Regions from separate parts of the Pan troglodytes genome. Here all the other regions are linked to region 2. A link is a contact called in public HiChIP or PLAC-seq data. All regions are on one chromosome and are shown on one strand. The core of a region is the stretch at or near the end of the contact, and the rest is flanking DNA. Distances in the headings are between cores, read along the strand shown.

Region 1 (3,232 bases), core at 580-3,079, 230 kb after region 2:
GGCGCCCTACCCACTCCCGGGGGCAGGACGGGGGAGCGAGCACCGATCGGCGCCGGGGCGTCGATGCGGAAGCAAGGAGCCGGAGGCGGCCGCTAGCCGCCCGCCCGAGCCCAGCGGAAGAGGAGCCGCCGCCCGTGTCCGCTGAGGAGACTCCGCCTCAGCCCGGCGCCGCCACCGCGGGGCGAGTGGGGATGAGGGGACGGAGCGAGGACGGCTCCCACGCGTTCGGAAGGCTGGCCTGGGACAGGAAGCGAGGCGCGGCGGCGGCCGGGTTCCTCACCTGTGTCCGGAGTGGGTGGTGGCGGCGGACGGACAGGGGCTCAGCAGTCTCTGGGCGGCGGCGGCAGCAGCGGCGAGGCTGAGACTCTGTCCCTGGATCTCGCTGCTCACAGGCTACAGCCGCTCCGCAGACACGGGGTTTCCTCCAATCACCAGCCCCGGCAGCAGGGGCACCACACGCACGATGACGTCAAACGCTGCTATGGCAACCGTTGATTGGTGCCCACAGCGATCGGGGCCCCGCGCAATCGCCGCTCCCCGGCGCTCGTCCTGCCCGCCCGCGCTGGAGGGCGAGCGGAGGCGCGCGCGTCCTCGCCCGCAGCCGCCACTCCTCCCACCCCGCTCGGCTTCCAGCTCCTCTACGCTTGTCCCGAGTGCACCTAGGGCAGGAGGCTGCTTTTTTCCTTTTCCTCCCCAACGCAAATCCCCCACTCCTCGCCTTCCCTTTGGGTCCCCAACGCCCTCTCTCTCCCTCTCCCCTGCAGCCTCTGCCGGCCCACTCTTCCTCTCAGCCGGCGGGAAGGCGTTCTCTCCCTACCCCCACCTTAGCTTTCGCTCAGCCCGTCTGCGCTTGCCCCAGTCACTCCCTCTGGAAGGGGCTCCCGTTCAGCAACATCCGGGACCTTTCACATCCCCCCACCCCTCCCCGAGGCCCGGCCCGCCCCGCCCTCCGTGCTTCGCGGTAGTAACTGCCCCAGGGCCGTCCCCGGGCAGGATGACAAGGGTGGCTCGGCGGCTCCGGCATTGTGATCAGGACTTGCGGGGTGGGGGCCCCGGGGCGGGGGCAGGGCGCGGTCGCACGGCAAGGGAGTGTTGTGTGTGGTGCGCTCCCCCCCGCCCCGCCCGCCGCTCCCCTTCCCCGGCTGGGCCGACCGGGGCGCGCGGCCCCTCTCGGCCTCCCTCCCGCCGCCGCGGCTTTACCTGCTGGCTCGGGGGAAGCGGTCCTAGACCTTTTATGGCTCGGAAACGGGAGTGAGGCGTCCAGCCCCTGAGTGTGGCTGAGTGATGGGGAGGCGTTCCAATCGAGAGCGCGGGATCTGCGCTCGGTGACTGCGCGAGGGGACAATGGGTGGGCGCCGAGGTGGGGGCGAGGTGGGCCGGGCCGGGCGGAGCCGGCAGGAGGTGAGGCCTGGAAGGAGGCGCGGCCGCTTTAGGGAAGCCAGAGTTCCGAGGGGAAAAGACAGCCTTCTCCGGCGGAGGGCTGGAGCTGGTCCTGGCAGCCTTGACCCGGAGACAGGCAGTCAGGCGTGACCGCACGGACCCGTTTCTCGTAGGCTAGGTTTTCCTACCCAAATAAAGCTTTCACGTGAAGACCTCATACTGCACATGACGATCATTACCTTTTTATCTCCTAGAAGCAAAGTTTGAGGGACGTCGTAGTCCCCAGGGTTCCAGCTGGCGGTGGGACTGGGCCACAGGCCGGGTGATGACCCGGGACGGGAGCCCGGAAGAAGGGGAAGGAGAAAGGCGGAAATTGCAGGTGCCTGAACCGGTAGGGCCTCCGCCCAGTTGACTTCAGGAAGTTCAGAGAGAAACATTCACAGTGTGAATGATCTCTGCCCCTTCCCTCTTTAAATGTGTTCGGGCTAAGAAAAGATTAGTGCTTGGATGACCTGCAAAACCACTTGCAACAGCCATGGAGAGTGTACGGTTAGCAATGAGAAAGCTTGGAACTCTTCATTTTACTCTTGTGTAAACTCCCCATTGATTCTTCCAACGTATCTTTATTGAGCTGACCAGAGCCTCCGTTTAGCCTCATGTTCTCTACAGAATTTAGTTTCTCAGTAGTAGACACGAAATGATTGAGTCCTCGCTCTTCCAGTACATTGTCTTTCCTACACAATACAGTGGACCACAAGGCTGCTCTACAAATTACTTTTTGCCTGACATGACAGCTGGCATTTAGATAGTACAGACCAGAAAGAGGGTTTCCAGTGACCAGTTATATTTTAGTGGGTTTTTTTGTTGTTGCTTTTCACAAGTTGCCAAATCACAGACTCATGGTAGCTTAAATGGATAAACAAATTGGAGTTTTATTTCTGAGATGTTAGGGTCAACTAGCTTTGACTCCCAAGTAAATTCTTTTAGGGCGTGACTCACTTAAAATGAGTAATATTTCAAAAGCTATTTTTTTACAGTTTTTTCCAGTTTTGTAGTAGGCACCAGAAATTTGACAGAGGATACTAAGTTAAACGTTTTTTTAAAATGGAAATTGATGTTTCTTTAATGTCTCAAATATATGTCTATGTAGAGTATATGCCTTTTGTTTTAGAGGAAGTTAAGGGGTTTTTCTGTATAAATGTGGATTTACTTCAGGAAACAGCTAAGTTAGGCTTTTGCCTCATGCTTTAATAGCAAGGCATTTTTTAGTGCAACAATAGGCACTGTTAGGTTTTACATACTCAAGTCAATGTGTCTGCACAATAAAGATATAATGAAGCTGCAAGAAAGGAACGGGATGTTATGAAAGCCCTGAGGAAAAGATCTTTTAAGAAATAAGGAATAACCTGTGGCATACAGAGCAGAATAAATAGAACCTATGAACCCTGGGAACGTTGCTGGAGACTTTCACTAATACCCTGACCTGTATTTTCTTCAATGCGCAACTCTTACCTCACTCAAGTTGGTTAACCTCTATGTGCTTTGATAGCCACGGCAATAAAATACTGGCAACAAAAACACTTAACTCATCAGGTGATGCTGAGGATTAAACGAATATACACATACATATATTTCTTAGAGTAACCTAGCTATTATTCATTTGTAAATGGATATATCTGATTGATATCTCTAGTGTTCAAAGGATTGTAAAGATAAAATGAAACTATTTTCTTTTTGATTTTTAGGAAACTTCAGTAGCAGAAAGAAACCATATTTTTAAAGTATCTTTTAGAAGTAGAAATGCCTATTTGTGTTTCTTAGTGCTGAGACATGAGTGATGAGGGTGAATATT
Region 2 (3,409 bases), core at 51-2,550:
TGGGGTTCATCTCGGCACGGCTGCCCGCAGGGCCACAGGCCGCGACCTTTCCGTGAGAGGAGGAGAGCGAGTGCCGGGGCTGGGGGCCGGAGCCGGGGGGAGGGGAGCGGGGAGCAAGCGCAGAGGGACAAAAATCAACCGGAATTGAAAACTACTCAACGGCCGCAGAACGGGGTCGATCCACTGCCGCTGGCTGCCGGCTGCCGGCGGGGAGCGAGGGTGGCGGTGTCGGGTCCGGGCAGCGGGAAGGCCTCGGTCTCTTGGTTCCTTCTTGGAGCTGCTGCGGGGCCGCGGGCGGGCGGGTCGGTCTCGGCTGCTTCACCGGGTTATTTTATAAAAGAGGAAGAAAAAAAATAAAAGTCTCCGGCGGGGGAGACGCGGAATTTTTGTAAATTTTTTTGGGGTTTTTTAAAAGATTTTTTAAGATTTTTTTTGGATTTTTTAATAATAAATGTGTGTTCCGAGCCCGGAGCACACACTCCGCACTCTCAGCACTAACCGCCGGGGAGAAGGGGAAGCACCGCCTCCTGCACCCTCTACTTATACCCCGCGCCGCACTCGCCCCGCCCCCGCGCGTCTGACGCCAGGGCCCCTACGCGAGCGTCAGCGCCGGAGTAGGAGGAGACGCGGAGGCCAGGGGGAGGAGGGAAGAGAAAACAGGAGGAAAGAGCTGAGAGGAAGGGAGAGGTGGCGGCGGTGGAGGCTGCGGTGTGGGGGTGGGGCTCTGGCGAAGGGGCGGGGCTTTTGCGCAGGCGCCGCGGCCCGGGAAGCGGGGCTCGCGCTGCGTCGCGTCCGCGGGGGTGGGGAGGGCGGCTCGCAGGCGGTCCTCGGGGGTGTTGACTGAGGCGGCCCCGCCTTCCGCCCCGCCCGCCCCTGCCTCCACCAGGAGGAGCGTTAACCCGTCACCGCGGCGGTGGGCGGTGCAAGGGGCTTCCGGGTTCCTCCGCGCCAACCACCCCCCACGTGCGCGGCCGCCTGTGGCCTCCTCCCGCTGCGGCCGGCCCGGCTCCTCTAGCCCCAGCTCCGGGGGACGCCGGGCACGGGTGAGCGGGCGTGGTCCCCTCCGGGCCCGGTTTCCGAAACGTGCGTAGATGGAGCCAGCGTGGCCCCCTGCTCTCTCCTACCCGGACCGCACTACGAGTCCCAGCGGGCACCGCCGCCACGCGCGTCGGCCGCAGAAGCGGTGCCTGCTGGGAGCTGGAGTCCCCAACGGCCGCGGCGCTCGCTGACACCAACTGGCTGCGCGGGTCCTGGCCGCCCGCTCCGGGACCCCTCAACCGTCCTGCGCGCTGGACCCCGGCACCTCTGGAGCTCCCGGCGCGGGGTGGGGGGGCAGGGAGAGAGAGGGGAGGGCCCCTCGGGTTCCTCGTCCTCTTCTTTTCCAGCCCGACCCTCCTCCGTGTCTTCACTGGACGTTGTCGTTGGTCAGAGTGGCTTTAATATGGGATAGCTGTGTTGGGGGTCTTTGGTCACTTCTTACCTTAAGGTGCTAGGCTGGAATCATTGATTTGTGCTGCTTCTGCCAGACATTTCTTGGCGATAGAAACCAGGAGTGGAGAAAAGTGAATGTTTTTCCTGAAAGTACGGGTTTGTCACAGTCACTACTATATGGCACCACAGCCCTGCAACCAGACAAAATTAGGAATAGTCTAAAACAACGTCCTTATAAATAACTAAAACAATTCTGCACATTAGTAGTGGGTTTTAATAGGAATGCTAAATTTAACGAATTGATAGTAATAAAAACCGGCTCTAGGAATGACATTAAATCAACATACAAATTCCACTCGAAAGTAGTAAAGTGCTTTTACAGGTTTTAAAGCACTCGCGTAAACATACTATCATTTGTTCCTGAGAGCAATCTTGTGTGGGAGGTGGAGCAAGTAGTAATAATTTTACTTTACTGTTACAGGAACAGTCTCAAAGAAGTTAAATGATTGCCCAATTTATTCCTTAATTCAATAAACTTTAATGGATGTCAACTGTATTGCTAGGTGTGGAATTAAGTACTTTATATCTGTTCTCATTTAATTAGAATTTAAACCAGTGGAATCCCACATAAATACTATTTTGCTCCTATTAAAAAGAGGATAAAATGTGACCGGGCGCGGTGGCTCACTCCTGTAATTCCAGCACTTTGGGAGGCTGACGCACGCTGATCACATGAGGTCAGGAGTTCGAGACCAGCCTGGCCAACATGGTGAAACCCCGTCTCTACTAAAAATACAAAAAGTAGCCAGGCGCGGTGGCTCACGCCTGTAATCCCAGCACTTTGAGAAGCCGAGGGGGGCAGATCACGAGGTCAAGAGATCGAGACCATCCTGGCCAACATGGTGAAACCCCGTCTCTACTAAAAATACAAAAATTAGCTGGGCGTGGTAGCGCACGCCTATAGTCCCAGCTACTCGGGAGCCTGAGGCAGGAGAATCGCTTGAACCCGGGAGGCGGAGGTTGCAGTGAGCCAGGATTGCGTCACTGCACTCCAGCCTGGTGACAGAGCGAGACTCAAATAAATAAAAAATAAACAGTTGATAGGCTTCCAGGGCAGCTTGACAGGCAGTGATGCCCTGGATGGTAAGTGGAAGCATTCTCATCACTAGAAAAGGATATTAGTGCTTTGTAGGTGAATACATAGTTTGGGAAGGGAGCCAGTCATCAGGACGTCTATGCAGCTGTGGCTCTTGCACTTAGTAGATGTCATTGTCATATTTTATGGCGGTACAGTTGAGTATGTGCAAGGGAAAGTAGAAGCAAAGTCCATACCTGAGGACAAGGAGCTGCTATTTAATAGAATAGGAGAGAGAGTCAGAGCCCAGGAGGAAACAGGAGTGGGATCTGGAACTGAAACCAAGAACCTGTTCCCTTGATCCATCAATCACCTCTTTTTATTTCCAGCCAGCTCCTTTCGCTCAGATCAGAAACTGGTCAATTCAGATCAAAAAGAAAACAAACCAATCTTCTCTTAATGACGTATTCCTCTCTCATTCACTTTTTTTTCATAGCCAAGCTTTTCATTTCTGCTTTCTATCTCCTTAGTTCCTCAACACTACCGTATGACTTCCAGCTGCACTCAAATTGCCCCATCAACAGTTGCCAATGATCCCTGTTCTATTTGACAAATCCAATGGACTTTCTTCAGGTCCATATTACTGGACATCTGCAGAGTTTGACACTGTTTTTCTCCCTCTCTTTTGTCACACACTCTCTTGGCGTCTGGGCTACACTTTCCTGGTTCTGCCTCTCAGACTCTTCCTCCTCTCCCCCAGTAACCATTCCCTGACCACCAGGTAGGATTGGGCACACTTCCTTTGGTTTTTCCCCTGCCGCCCGCCAACCCGGCAATACATTTACTACGTTATATCAAAATAGTGTGTTTATGAGCGATCTCCCAAAATAAGTTGTAAGCGCC
Region 3 (3,298 bases), core at 5-2,504, 160 kb before region 2:
GTCGCTTCCTCGGCCCGGCTCCCTCCAGTCGCCGCGGAAGGTGTGGGAAGCCCGGGCACCCTCGCCCCTCAGGGCCCCGGCCAGGCCTGCTGGACCTCCAATGCTACAGGGACGGTGCAGGAGATATCAAGTGGCTCTAGCCCAGGCGCTGCCCACAGGCCCCGGGCCAAGTACCTGCGACTCGAACGAGCAGCAGCGACAGCAACAGCAGCAGCTTCAAGGCGGCGGTGACGGGCGGAGGGGAGGGGCCAGACAGGGGTAGTCGGAGTCCCCGCTGGGCCAGAGCGGTCTCGCGCTGCAGCCCCCGGCGCGCCCCCTGCAGGTGGGCGGTCCTCACGGTGGCTCGGGCTGCTCTGAGTCAGAGACTCCGGGAAAGCCTGCTCTGAATTAGGGAAAGCATCAAAACTGTGGCTTCAGAAGAGAAAGACAGCCTAGAAGAGGTTTATCCGATCTGAGTCCGGGAGCATTTTGCACTTTTCACGTCCTGTTCTAAATTCACATCCCATCCCCTTAGCTAAATGGGGGCTTCAAAGGCAAGGGCAGTTTCATTGGGTGCTATAAGCATCAATTAATAGTTGCTGGCCTCTAGGTAGGTCTTCTATAGACCCCAAATTGACATATTAGGAATAGCCACTAATGATTGGCTGCGCTATTTCTAAAATATAACCCTGCATTTTTACTTTTTTCAAAAGCAGTTTGAATCTTTTTTTTTTTTTTTTTTTTTAGACGGAGTCTCACTCTGTCGCCCAGGCTGGAGTGCAGTTGCTCAACCTCGGCTCACTGCAAACTCCAACTCCGCCTTCCGGGTTCAAGCGATTCGCAGTTTGAATCCTTCCTTCCTACTTTGTAGGGTTCCTTGACTTATTGCAACATGTACAGCCAAGACTAACTAAAAGTGTGGTGGGACATTCATATGCTGGAAACATTCTTTCATGCAAAACTAGTTTTTTCTTTTTTTCATTTTACCAACTCCAGTCCTACAGCCAAGACAACTCTCACTGCACAGTGACCGTCCTCTGAATTCTAGCACCCTCATCCAACCAAGCCACCCTCTATGGCAAACTTGTCCAACCCCTGGCCCACACCTGCAGGCTGCATGCAGCCAAGACAGTTTAGAATGCAGCCCAACACAAATTAATAAACTCTCTTAAAACATTATGAGTTTTTTTTTTTTTTTTGCAATTTTTTTTTAGCTCATCAACAATTGCTGGTGTTAGTGTATTTTATGTGTGGCCCAAGACAATTCTTCTTCCAATGTGGCCCAGGGAAGCCAAAAGATTGGACACCCCTGCTCTAGGGTATCTCATGGTTCATTCATTTAAGGACCACCTACACCGTCTAATAATTTGTTCTTGAAAATGTCATGTAAATGTTTAGGACTATTGTCATATTAGAGGAGATCACTATTACATTTCTTTCATGTAAGAATTATAAGATCTGGCCATGCACGGTGGCTCACACCTGTAATCCCAGCACTTTGGGACGCTGGGGAGGACAGATCACTTGAGGTCAGGAGTTCGAGACCAGCCGGACCAACATGGTGAAACCTTGGCTCTACAAAAATACAAAAATTAGCCAGGCATGGTGTTGCACACCTGTAATCCCAGCTACTCAGGAGGCTGAGGCACAAGAATCCTTGAACCCCAAAAGGCGGAGGTCACAATGAGCCGAGATCTCACCACTGCACTCCAGCCTGGGTGACAGAACAAGACTCCATCTCAAAAAAAAAAAGTTATAAGATCTTAGGGCATTTCACATTTTATTGTGCTATGACTAATCAGCAATATTACTTGTTAAATTGATGACATTTATTAATCAGTTTGTTATCGATGTCCTCCTTCTGGTTGTGTGTTGAGTTTATAATATCTTCACTGATGCCTATAAACTATGACAAATTAGCAAGGAAATTAAAGCTTTTCCCAATGTATTAATAAGATTTACTCTTCATTATTTGACTCATCCAACAATCTGAGAGCCTCTCCATTACTTCTATTCAAATTTATCTCTTCCTCTTCATGAATTACTGCTTTTGATTGATATGAAAAAATGTAGGGATGGTGAAGACAGCTTTTTTCTCTGACGGGATTAAAGTGAACTGCATGCTGCACATATTCTATGACTCCTTCATGTTACCACACCTGGGCACTTTGACACAGTGGCTGTTAGGAGCTGATATGGTTTGGCTGTGTCCCTGCCCAAAATCTCATCTTGAATTATAATAATACCCATATGTCAAGGGCAGGACCAGGTGAAGATAATTGAATCATGGGGGCAGTTTCCCCTATGCTGTTCTCATGAGAGCACATGAGTTCTCATGAGATCTGATGGTTTTATAAGGGGCTTCTCCTTTTGCTCAGCACTCATTCTGTCTCCTACCACCCTGTCAAGAAGTGCCTTCTGCCATGATTGTAAGTTTCCTAAGGCTGCCCCAGCCATGCAGAATTGTGATTCAACTGAGTCAATCACACCTCTTTTCTTATAAATTACTCAGTCTTAGGTATTTCTTCATAGCAGTGTGAGAACGGACTAATACAGGAGCATTCGCAGAAGCCATTCCTACTCTCCAGCAATAACTTAATGGTGCATGGAAGTGACCACGAACCACATGAACGTCTCCCATTAAATGCAAACCAAAGTACCCCCAGCTGCATTTCTGCTTAGCTGGATCCCAAAAATGCCTGTAGTCACTCCAATGTTAGCCAGTAGAAGAATACTCCGGAAGTCTGAGTGGAAAGAGAGAAATCTTAATCAATTGTAGGTAAAGTATTTTAATTTTGCAAGCTTTACAAAAACATATAACCATATCAGCACTGCTTCCCAGGGCCTTGGAAGGGGCCTGAACAAGGGAGGGCTATATATTGGTTTCCTATTGTCATTGTAACAAATTACCCTAAATTTAATACTTTAAAACAAGGATTATTTTACATTTCAAGAGGTGAGAAGTCCAAAATCAGTTTCACTGAGCTAAAATCAAAGTGCGGGAAGTGCTTTCCTTCTGGAGATTCTCAGGAGAGTTGGTTGCCATGCCTTCTCCAGCTCCTAGAGGCCACCTACGTCCCTGGCTCATGGCTCCTTTTTCCATCCTCAAAGCTAGCAGTGTAGCATTTTTACTCCCCTCTGACTTCTGCTTCTGTCCTTGCATTTCCTCTGTGACTCTCCTGTCTCCTTATAAGGACCCTTGTGATTATATTGGGCACACTTGGATAATCCAGAATAATCTCCCTATCTCAAGATCTTTCACTTAATCACATTTGCAAAGTTCTTTTTACCATGCAAAGCAACATATTCATAGATTCTG

The links. HiChIP or PLAC-seq counts read pairs in DNA pulled down with a chosen protein or histone mark.
Region 1: an H3K4me3 HiChIP or PLAC-seq map of stem cell-derived excitatory neurons shows a contact between it and region 2, with 2.6 times the contacts expected there. The contact joins the promoter of YWHAZ here to the promoter of PABPC1 in region 2. A contact is called at or near these places in 1 of 7 Hi-C or Micro-C datasets (stem cell-derived neural progenitor cells) and 1 of 1 datasets of contacts at active chromatin or transcription factors (stem cell-derived excitatory neurons).
Region 3: an H3K4me3 HiChIP or PLAC-seq map of stem cell-derived excitatory neurons shows a contact between it and region 2, with 7 times the contacts expected there. The contact joins the promoter of ANKRD46 here to the promoter of PABPC1 in region 2. A contact is called at or near these places in 2 of 7 Hi-C or Micro-C datasets (blood and stem cell-derived neural progenitor cells) and 1 of 1 datasets of contacts at active chromatin or transcription factors (stem cell-derived excitatory neurons).

Annotation. Positions count from the first base shown.
Region 1 is chr7:111,193,657-111,196,888 of NHGRI_mPanTro3-v2.0_pri, forward strand. It overlaps YWHAZ (tyrosine 3-monooxygenase/tryptophan 5-monooxygenase activation protein zeta), which reads right to left and starts at 1,830. Exons shown (of 6, transcript XM_003951316.6): 1 at 1,620-1,830.
Region 2 is chr7:110,965,505-110,968,913 of NHGRI_mPanTro3-v2.0_pri, forward strand. It overlaps PABPC1 (poly(A) binding protein cytoplasmic 1), which reads right to left and starts at 1,301. Exons shown (of 17, transcript XM_063817334.1): 1 at 1,125-1,301; 2 at 161-313; 3 at 1-46. The coding sequence starts at 10.
Region 3 is chr7:110,804,131-110,807,428 of NHGRI_mPanTro3-v2.0_pri, forward strand. It overlaps ANKRD46 (ankyrin repeat domain 46), which reads right to left and starts at 1,255. Exons shown (of 6, transcript XM_001152837.8): 1 at 175-1,255.